Linked DNA regions of Macaca mulatta: region 2 is linked to region 1. Evidence: chromatin contacts called from public Micro-C data. All regions are on one chromosome and are shown on one strand. Each heading gives the region's core, a stretch centred on a gene start, on an enhancer-like site or on the middle of the called end of the contact. The rest is flanking DNA. Distances are from core to core; before and after follow the strand shown.

Evidence for each region. Hi-C and Micro-C count contacts between places; a contact is called where the count stands out from the background.
Region 2: a contact with region 1 is called in a Micro-C map of CD4 T cells, with 12 times the contacts expected there. The contact joins two enhancer-like sites. A contact is called at or near these places in 5 of 14 Hi-C or Micro-C datasets (CD4 T cells, cortical neurons, fetal cortex germinal zone and 2 more).

The regions. Positions count from the first base shown.
Region 1 is chr6:169,293,229-169,298,671 of T2T-MMU8v2.0, reverse strand. No RefSeq gene overlaps it. Among named protein-coding and RNA genes, the nearest start is that of PTTG1, 16 kb to the right of the region's middle. Within about 2 kb of position 2,136, at least 21 of the 40 cell types and tissues checked have an H3K27ac peak or open chromatin away from gene starts, as enhancers often do. A contact at or near this core is called in CD4 T cells, where this site is marked.
Region 2 is chr6:169,369,420-169,374,862 of T2T-MMU8v2.0, reverse strand. No RefSeq gene overlaps it. Among named protein-coding and RNA genes, the nearest start is that of MIR146A, 23 kb to the right of the region's middle. Within about 2 kb of position 3,007, at least 22 of the 40 cell types and tissues checked have an H3K27ac peak or open chromatin away from gene starts, as enhancers often do. A contact at or near this core is called in CD4 T cells, where this site is marked.

The DNA of each region.
Region 1 (5,443 bases), core at 887-3,386:
AGGGCCACCAAATAACTTCCCCAGTGGTTTACTTCCAGGAAGTTTGTTTCGTTTTTGAAAAACCTTAGGAATTACCATAATAACAACTAAGTTATGGTCCAGACACTATGGCAAGCAATTACCATGCATATAATAATTTGATCATCACAATAAGGATAAATCACATTATTGTCCCTAATTTATAGACAAGGAAGCTGAAGCCAAAGAGGTTCAGTGATCTGCTGAAAGTTACAAAACTGGTCGAAGGCAGAGCAATGATTTAAATCCAGGTCTCTTGGACTCCAGGGTCTAAACTGCTGGCTCTTCCTAGAGGTTGAATTGCCTCTCAGGAGACGGGGTGTCAGCTGGGATTTTGGAGAATCTGCAGCTTTCCCCAGCCCCTTCAAAGGTTCTAGGCACACAAAAAAGAGGATGTCCTGCTAAGTATTATATCTCCTTCCAATAAGAATCAGTACTTCAGAGAGTCTTAGACCATTAGATCCCAAAGAATTGCAGAGATTATCTCCTCCAACCTCTTCATTTTATAGATGAGGACAGCAAGGCTCAGGGAGGGCAAGCAACCAGTGCAGAAAACACAGCTAGCAAGCAGTCCCTCGACTCCAGCCCAGGAAGCCATACACCATGCCAGTATCTCCACAGGGGGAGACACTGTGTCCACTCGTATATAGGAGATGATTTTAGGGGTACACAGAAAAAACTTTAAATAGTGTTGATCTTGAAAGTGGATCTGCCATTCGATCCTACTGGGAATCCACCCAAAGGAAAAGAAGTCATTATATGAAAAAGACACTTGCACACCCATGTTTATAGCATCACAATTCACAATTACAAAAATATGGAACCAACCTAAATGCCTATCAACCAATGAGTGGATAAAGAAAATGTGGTATATATACCCCATGGAATACTACTCAGCCACAAAAAGGAATGAAATAATGGCATTCACAGCAACCTGGATGGAGCTGGAGACTATTGTTCTAAGTGAAGTAACTCAGGAATGGAAAACCAAATATCGTATGTTCTCACTTTTAAGTGGGAGCTCAGCTATGAGGATGCAAAGGCATAAGAATGATATAATGGACTTTAGGGACTCCGGGGGAAAGGGTGAGAGGGGTGAGGGATGAAAGACTGGACATTGGGTTCAATATACACTGTTCCAGCGATGGGTACACCGAAATCTCAGAAATCACCACTAAAGAACTTATCCATGTAACCAAACACCACTTGTTCCCAAAAACTATTGAAATTAAAAAATAAAAATAAAATAATGTTGATCAACATCATCAGAAAACTATTCCCTTTTCACTTCTGTTTTAGTCTTTCTGATTACTTGAAGGAGAATCTCAATTCAGTGCTAATATATCTTTGACAGCCTTCCTTAAACATTTCCTTAAGAAACTCTTTTAAGAGAGAAAATGGATCCTTGGTGGGAAACCGTATCAGTATCAGCAAGAACTTAGTACCATTGCTTTTTTTCTTTTTGTCTTGGTTACTCTCCAATTATGTCAAATGATGCAAATTTTCCATTGACACATTAAAGTTTCCGTTTAAATATATGTATTCATGTTAAAGAAAAATTAAGTTGATTTAAAGAAAAATACTAAACGAACACTGCTCACTGCCTATAACAATTTTTTAAAGCAGTATCAATGAAAATAAACATGTTACTTCGTAATCACTGTGTAAGCAAGTCACTCAGTAAGGAAACTAAAATTTTAAAGCATGTGACTGTACTCATGCTGGGTACATGTGACCAGAAATCTATCACGCTAACATGGGGGTGAGCACCACGATCTGTGACTTCTTCGTGTCACTCCCCACCACAACCCCTGTACCACTCCGCGGACGTCAGGAGGAGTCTAACCGGGCGATTCCAGTTGAAGGAGAAACGGCCAACGCCACTACGGAGGCGGACTGACTGTGCGAGCAGATCGCAGCAGGGAAAGCGGTATGCCGCCCCCTGGTGGGCAGTTAGGAAATTAGCCCGGCACCTTTGTCATCTGGTGTAGATAGACAAGCCTAATGCTTGTTAAGACATACTTTCCTAAAAGGAAAAGGTCTCATTTGCATTCTATGTAAGCGGACATGTAAGCATAGGCATACACTGCCTGTGGATATCACTTCAGGATAGTACAGGAGGTATTACGAAATCTTTCATACAGAAAGGGGCTTTTATGTCTGATAAGGCTGAGAACTACTGTCCTAGAGCAGCAGGACCCGGCGCTCCCTGCTTGACTTAACAGCCAGGGAAGGACAAGCTTCTCTGGAGACCGCTTCGTGGTACCAAGTGTGCCTTCTAGCTCGATGTTGCAAAAGTTACTTAACCAATCAGAGCCCAAGTTTCCAACCGTCAGTAATGAATGCTCACGCATACCCACACCCCATGGCGTTGCTCTGAGAGTCCAAAGGACGATGCGTGTGAGGCACTTAGCACTGATCTGGCAGCAAGTAAGTACTTATCAATGTCAGGTGGTGGTGGTAACAGCGCTCTCCCTTCCACCAACCTTTCCACCCCAGTTTTATTAAAAGAGGTCTGATTTAAAAGAAAAGAGGAAAAAGAAAAAAAATCAGGATTTTCAAGCAAAACTTACCACATCCATCAAGCTGAGGAAATCCTAAAGATATCAGATCTCAACCTACCACCCATCTCAGCTGAAAGAACATTTCTAAATTAGAGGAAGCTGCGAATGACTGACTGAGAAGGCAGGAGGTGCCCTCTAGTGGCATGGTTACATTAGCTTGGGAGGAAAGGTGATGTAGATCATTTTCAAAGGGAAGGACGAAACCAATTGTTAAACTGAGGCAGGAGATGCTTCAAAGATGTAAGTGGGAATTTACCGTCTACTCTGTGGACCATCGAAGATGCCTTTAGGATCTGACCGTAGCCAACAGCAAGTGGCATGCTGAAGGTCAGATCAGTTAGTCAAGGGCGGAGCTGGGAATTGAACAAATCCAGAAATCTCGCTCTTGACAGCAATCCTCTTGCTAGTAGGAGCTGTGGCTTGTGTCATTTTACATCCTTCAAAGCAGGAACCACAGGGTTTTGTATACATAGATAGAGTATTCAATAAATTACTTGATGAAATAGTATTTACAAAATGATCGTTTGTGAAATAATGAATAATACATTATTTCATTTGTTGCTCACAATAACTGTGAGACAGCCTAGTTTCCTGATAAGGAAATTAAGTCTCTGGTCAAGTAACTTGCCTAAGATCACAAAGCCAGGATTCAAACCAAGCATATTAACTCCAGAGCCTGGGTGCTCATCCACTAGACATGCTGTTCTCAAACTGTTTGGTCTCAGAATTCCTTTACAGTCTGGGTTTTGTTGTTGTTTGTGGAGATGGGGTTTTACTATGCTCAAGCAATCCTCCCACTTCAGCCTCCCAAAGCACTGGGATTATAGATGCAAGCCACCTGGCCTGGCTTCTTTTACACTCTTAAAAAAATTTTAAAGGATGAAAAAGAGTCTTTGTTTGTAAGGATTATACCTATCAATCTTTACAGTTTTAGAAATTAAAGCTGAGGAGTTTAAAATATATTTACTTATTTAACATTACCATAATAAACCAATTAATTATAACATAATTAACATAATTTTATAAAAAGTATTTTCCTAAACCAAAAAAAAAACTGCATTTAGAAAATTAACATGACATTGTTTTACATTTCTGAAAATCTCTACTATCTGGCTTAAGACCGCTGATTCTCATATCTGCTTCTTCATTTGCTCTGCTATAATACCACACTTGGAGTAGCTCCTGGAAAACTCTACTGTACACTGTGAAAGAATGAAAATTTAAGAGGCAAATAACATCCTGGCACTATTGTTGAAATGATTTTGATGTCATGTATCCCTAAAAGGTCTTAGGGACCCCTGGTATGTCTAGGTACCCTTTGAAAAGCACTGGTGTACAATATGCTGTCCACAGGGCAAGTGAACAAAGGGCTCTGCCCTCCTGAGAGTCACATCTCCAGGGAGTTCATTCCACCTGTAATGTTCTTAGTGACTTCACAAACTCATTTCAACCTCTTTATTTTTTACATTCTGGCTCTTTTCCTGGCAATTGCATATCCTTGAAGGCAACTCTTTCTTCCTCTGTGTTCTGGATGCAGCCAGCCATCAGGGCGATGATGAGTGCCAAAACAGAATCCTTCAAGCAATAAAGAGGGTCTTTGCTTTAATCCTAGATGCCTCTATATAAAGAACTATTTGTATTAGTCTGTTCTCACGCTGCTATGAAGAAATACCCAAGACTGGGTAATTTATAAAGGAAAGAGGTTTAATTGACTCACAGTTCTGCAGGGCTGGGGAGGCCTCAGGAAATTTACAGTCATGAAGGAAAGGGAAGCAAACACGTCCTTCTTCACATGGTGGCAGCAAGGAGAAGTACAGAGCAAAGGTGGGGAAAAGCCCCTTATAAAACCATCAAATCTTGTGAGAACTCACTATCATGAGAACAGCATGGAGGTAACCACCCCCATTATTCAATTACCTCCCACCAGGCACCTCCTACGATATGCGGGGATTATGTGAGCTACAATTCAAGATGAGATTCTGGTAGGGACACAGCCAAACTATATCACTATTCATTCCTATTATTCCACTTCTAGGGAAAAGAACTTCTTAGAAATTCTCACTCAATTTCACCTAGACTAAGAAGCCCGGTGTCAAGAAGTGATACTCCCAATTGTGTTTTATTAAAATATGTAAATGAGTCGTGAATAGCAGTATCCTAAAAGACATCATATTTCACAGCTAGAGGGGGGCTTCCCTGGCTGCCATCCCTCCCTGGTCACCAACCCTCATGTGGCCTTCCCATCAGCATCAGTGAAGAGGGGACCCCTGTTCCACTCCATTCTCCACTATAACAATAGGGAGATGGGATAGTGTACTCTTGGATCCTCACTATTGCCTCCAGACCACACACTCCCTCCCTCTGCCCTAAAACTCTAGCTTGGAATCTTATATCATCAAACAGGCCCATCCACTGCTTATCTCATTGCAAACACTTGTGTCATTCCCTTCTCTCCTTAAAGATTTTTGTCTGTAGCTCACTGCCATTCTCTTTACTATTGGTCCTTCATTCTGTCTATGCCTTCCAAGATGCTATCCTCTGAATTCCTTGGCAATTCTCCAATGAGCTTGTCTTCCATCTACCGCAACCACCCAGTCCCATGGTCATCTCCTAGACACTGTCACTACGAAAAACTTCAAACTCTCCATAACTGATTATCTGATCTTCGAGCACCCCACTCTCCATCTTCCCAGCTCAACATTACTCTGCCTCCTTCTTTTGGTCTTTCAGGGACATACACTTAAAACCCAAACTCATTTTCACGGCCCCTAAGATCCTCCATGATACAACATGTCCCTACTTCTCTGGCCCTGTCTCCTGCCCCTCTCCCTATCACTCACTACCCTCCAGCCCTGCCGACC
Region 2 (5,443 bases), core at 1,758-4,257, 75 kb before region 1:
GGCTCACGAGCTAGTTCAATAAGGCTCTGGATTCCAGGATAATGGAGGGTTTAATCTGAGTTTCAGGGATACACGTAACTCACACAGATATTCGCCAAGTCTCCCATATCAGTCTCATCCCCATCAAAGGCAAAGAGAATACTGACTGTCATGGTGTGATTTGAAAGAACCAACAGTACCTTCTTCACCACCTGCCAAAATTCCACCCTTAGCTCTTCATTCCTTTCTGTTAAAGTATATTCAACTGCTGAAATGAAAAAAAAAAAAAAAAAAAAAAAGCGTATGAGTCAGGAAAATAAAGCTCCCTCAGTATGAAGAGCCCCCAGAATTAGAAATCACACAAATCACAAATAGGCATCTAAATGGGCAGTTCTCCAGTCTCAATCATCTTTACCATTTCTCTTCTTTGAATCAGAAGAATCTTCACATCACCATGTTATCCTTTTACGAAGGGGTAATTTAGGCCCAGAGTAGTTTCATTTCTTAAGCAAGGTCACACAGCACATTGAGAACCAACACTGGGGCCCTCTGACTCCTGGAAACATTTTAAAGGACTCTTTAAGGTGAAACCCAAGACATGATTTCGTTGTTTTATAAACAGCAGGAACCTCCCCCATCAAAAGCCCTTTTTTATTCTTTCTTTTCTGGCACTAGCATCTACAGTGATTACAACGTGCAGAATGAAATCATCTGAGTGTGTAGACGATGTATCTGAATTGAGACACGCAGAGTTTGGGCTTGGAATTTGACACGTCCCACACCAGTGCAAACCCTATCGGGTTATCTGGGTGTGCCTGCAGACTTCATAGCCCTGGTCTCACGCTTCTCAGTCCTTTGCCTTGGTGTTCCTGCCCTCTAGTGGCAATAAACTTTACTGCAGTCACATTCACCAGCAGACAACAAATCAAACGGAAGTTAGATTCGAGAAGATAGCACTTTTCAGGAAAGATAAAGGCAACCCCTATCTTTCTCTTTAAAAGCAGACCTCGTTATCATGGGAATGATGTTTAATCTCACACACAAAAACGCGACTATCTAGTCTTTAGCCCGAAACAGATCTTAACTTAGGCATCCAAGTTCCTGGGTTGGAAAATAGATTATATAACTGACCTAGAGAGTCGTGGGAATAAGGGGGCTCAGGGAATCTATAGGGCAGGAACAGAAAGACTTAAAGTGGCAAAAGAGAAGGACATTGGCAGATGGTGCCCCCTGCCAACACTGGCAAGAATTAATTCAAAGTCCTGCCTTCCTCTTTTCCCAGCTTTGAAGGGTCAGTCCCCTAGTCCCCAACCCCACCTCCCTTTGCTCAGTTTACTCCTGCTCCTTCTGCCCGTCTCAGCTCAAGGCTCCCTCCAACTCTGAAAATGAGATGGGCCCTCGTCTTATGCTTTCATGGTATGGGGAACTTTCCCAGCATAAGACTTTTTCACAGTCCGTAGTTTTATGTACAGACTGTGAAATAATCTCTGGTTATTTTCATGTCTACAGTAAATTATATAAGCTCCGTGAGGTTAGGCACTGAGTCTCCCTTAATGACCATTGAATCTGTGCCCCCAAAACAGTGATTAGTACATAGGAGGCCCTCAATTAATGCTGTTCAACGAAATTAATAAAATTGTAAGTGTTGGTTGAATGTGTGACATTTGTTTGCAGACTGAACAAACAGATCTTGTCTCAATGGAGAAAACAAGCCAAGTGTACCTAAGGTCTGTCCACAAGGCTACACAGAGCCAACTGTGAGTGCTTTCCTTGTACAAGCCGAGGGTGGACACTTTCCTTGGACATCACACCAAATGCTCACGATCACCCTGGGGTGAGTAGTTGAGCAAGGGTCTTTACCGTAATTACACTTTTTGATCATGATCATCCATAGGCTCAGCTTTTGCCCCCGCAAAGGTAACAGAATCTGCCTGAAAACAGAGGACCAAAGGACAGGCAGATTGAAAGGCTTTGAGGACATCAGGAGACCTGACCTTCAGAGCTGCCTCTCTGTGTGACCTTGGATGCTACTTTCCTGCACTGGGTCTCCATGCTTTCATTTGTAAAAGAAGGAACTTGAGGTATGTAACATCAAAGTCGTGGTTTTCTGCTGTCGGAAACCCCAACTGAAGCTGGCTTAAAGTAAAAAAAAAAAAAAATGGAATATATTGCTCACGAAACTGCAAAGCCATGGATTCAGGGTTGACTCGATCTAAGATATCAAGCAACGTCATCCAATCCTGGTTTCTCTTCTCCATCCATCAGCTCTGCTTCCCTTTGTGTTCACTCCACTTGTAGGCAAGTTCCTTCTCTGTGAGGGTCTCTGGCAGCTCAAGACTTTCCTCCCCTCAGCAGAAAAGTAAAGGGGCTCTCTCTCAGACCCAGAACTGCAGCTCAGCCATGCCTTTTGGACCACATGAGCCAATCACAGTGGTTAGGGGAAATTCTTGGCTCCACGTGAATCACAGGACCACCACCCAGAGGCCAAGCTCCATGACAGTAATGAGGAAGCACTCTCAAAATGCTGGGGAAGAGGTACTACACACACTGAAACAAAAATGGCACCACAGAGTCAGTGAGCTTTAAGGTCTCTTCTAGCTTTTTTATCTTGCCGTGACTCTGAGATTTGACACCAGGGAAGTAGAAGGGAGAATAAAGCCATAAACACTCTCTAGGGTTAGTCCAACCCCAAATCTTTTGAAAAGCCTAAATGTGGAATAACACTCATCATCCATTCTGAAGGGGGAAACGGGGTGACAGCAGCAGCCCTAGAAAGCAAGTGATGACTTTGACCCTCCAGAAGCCACGGGGCATGAAAATGAATGACATTTTGATAATGCCACCAAAATGGAACATTTCTATTTCCCAAAAAGATGAACAGTCAGTGAGATTCATAAAAAAAGAAGAAAAGAAAACGAAAAGAAAACATTATTAAACTTTCCCTTTCACTGCTTCTTTGTATCTCTGGTTGAAATGGAGCAGGATGCAGGTTGCCATGGTGACGGCTGCATTTTAAATAACAGGGCTCAGGCGCACTGGCTGCTGTCTGTACCGCCCCAGGCAGGAAACAGTTGTGGGGAGAGAGGCAGAGGCTGAGTGAGAAAGGGAAGAAAGCTGCTGGGCTCATCCCAGGACACTGTCACTTCTCCAACTTGTTTTCCTTGCACTGAGGGGAAAAGGTCCAAGAATGATGGACTCTCCAGGTTCTTCATAGAATGAGGGAAGGTGGGAGCCCAGATGCATAAGAACAGAAACTGAGAAGTTACCTTGTCCCGCCCCTACCTGATTCTCTCTTATGACAAATGGATTTCCCCTACACTTACACCCCTTCCCACGAACAACGGGCCCAGCCCACCCAAGTGTTAGATGGGACACTGGAAACCTTTCCCTAAGAACAATGTCCAAAGAGCTAGAGACACAAAGGGCAAGAGCCCAAAGGATTTTTAAGTGAAAGAGGAATTTGCGGTCCAAAGACCAGAACCTGTCAATTCACATAGCCCTAGCCGCATATTCCAGTTCTGCTCCTCTCTCTAGAACCATCCAAGACTGAAATGGAGAGATTCAGGAAGTGGTGAGTTCTCCATGACTGACATATTCAAGCCAACATCAGCCAGCAAGGAGCTGCCTGACAGGGGGCTGTTCAAATCGTTTCAGGCTTCAGAGAGTCACGGTCCTGCTGGGGCAGCTCAGAGAATCCATGCGGTAGAAGACCAAGTCTTTCACCCTGCACCCTTCTACATCCCCAGGCCAGGAAAGAGGGAGACCAGAGGTGGAAACTGGAGGAACCAGCAGCCTGGGAGCCCAGAACTCTGCTGTGATGCCTACACGCTTGTGGGGACTGGCTCTCACAGGAGGTGATCTCTTCTCCACTGCCTTCACTGCCATCCAAGCAGACCCCAAAAAGGACTTGTGTTCTCAGCCTGCCCTGTCCCTTAGCTCCTGGCCAAGGTGGCAGGCAGCCAAAGCCACTCTCTTTTTGTCAGGGGAAAATTTCTAGACGTTAAATAATAATAGTAATAATAATAATAAACACAAAGATTTTTCCTTGTATCTGGAAAAGTGGCAGGATTACTGAAGCTGAACACATCTGACATTTCCCCAGAAATCAGGTGAGCAGAGGCCCCAGGAGAGAAGGGAAGAGCCAAAGAGACAGGGTCTCTGGGTCTGTGACCTGCACCCCTGGGACCCGTCCTGTGCTCCAGGCCTGACAGCCGGCAGCTTGGGACCTGGGATTCCCCATCACTATTCCCGGGAAGGTCAGGACCGCCGGGGAAATGACAGCATCTTAAGAAGGAGATAAAAGCCAGGGAAAGAGAAGAGACAGTGGCCCAGTGTTCACACCACCCCGCCACCCACCTATGCCTTCTCACACAGAGTCAGGAACTCCAAGGTTCTGAGAAAAGGATCTGAGAAAGCAGGGAAACAGCACTGGCCTGGGCCTGCCACACATGCCCCACACACACATACACACACATATACCCCACACAGCCCACACACACACCCCTACATACCCCACACACACACCCCACACACACACCCCACACACACCCATACACACACCCCACACACACATACACACACATATACCCCACACAGCCCACACACACACCCCTACATACCCCACACACACACCCCACACACACCCCACACACACCCATACACACACCCCACACACACACCCCACACACACCCATACACACACCCCACACACACATACACACACATATACCCCACACAGCCCACACACACACCCCTACATACCCCACACACACACCCCACACACACACCCCACACACACCCATACACACACCCCACACACACATACACCACATACACATAAACCACACACACACTCCCCTCACACACACCCATGCACATATACACAGACACCCCTCACACACACCACACACACCCCTCACACCCCATACACAAATACACCACACACACACCACATACACCCCTCACACCCCACACATACAGACACCACACACACACAGACACCACACACACACACCTCTCACACACATACACCACACACACACAGACACCACACACACACACCCCTCACACACATACATCACACACGCACACCCATCACACCCCACACACCCCACACATACAGACACCATGCACACACATACACCACACACACACACCCCTCACACACATACACCACACACACACACCTCTCACACACATACACCACACACACACAGACACCACACACACACACCCCTCACACACATACACCACACACACACACCTCTCACACACATACACCACACACACACAGACACCACACACACACACCCCTCACACACATACACCACACACGCACACCCATCACACCCCACACACCCCACACATACATACACCACACACACACATACACCACACACACACACCCCTCACACACATACACCACACACACACACCACACACACATAAACCACACACACACACT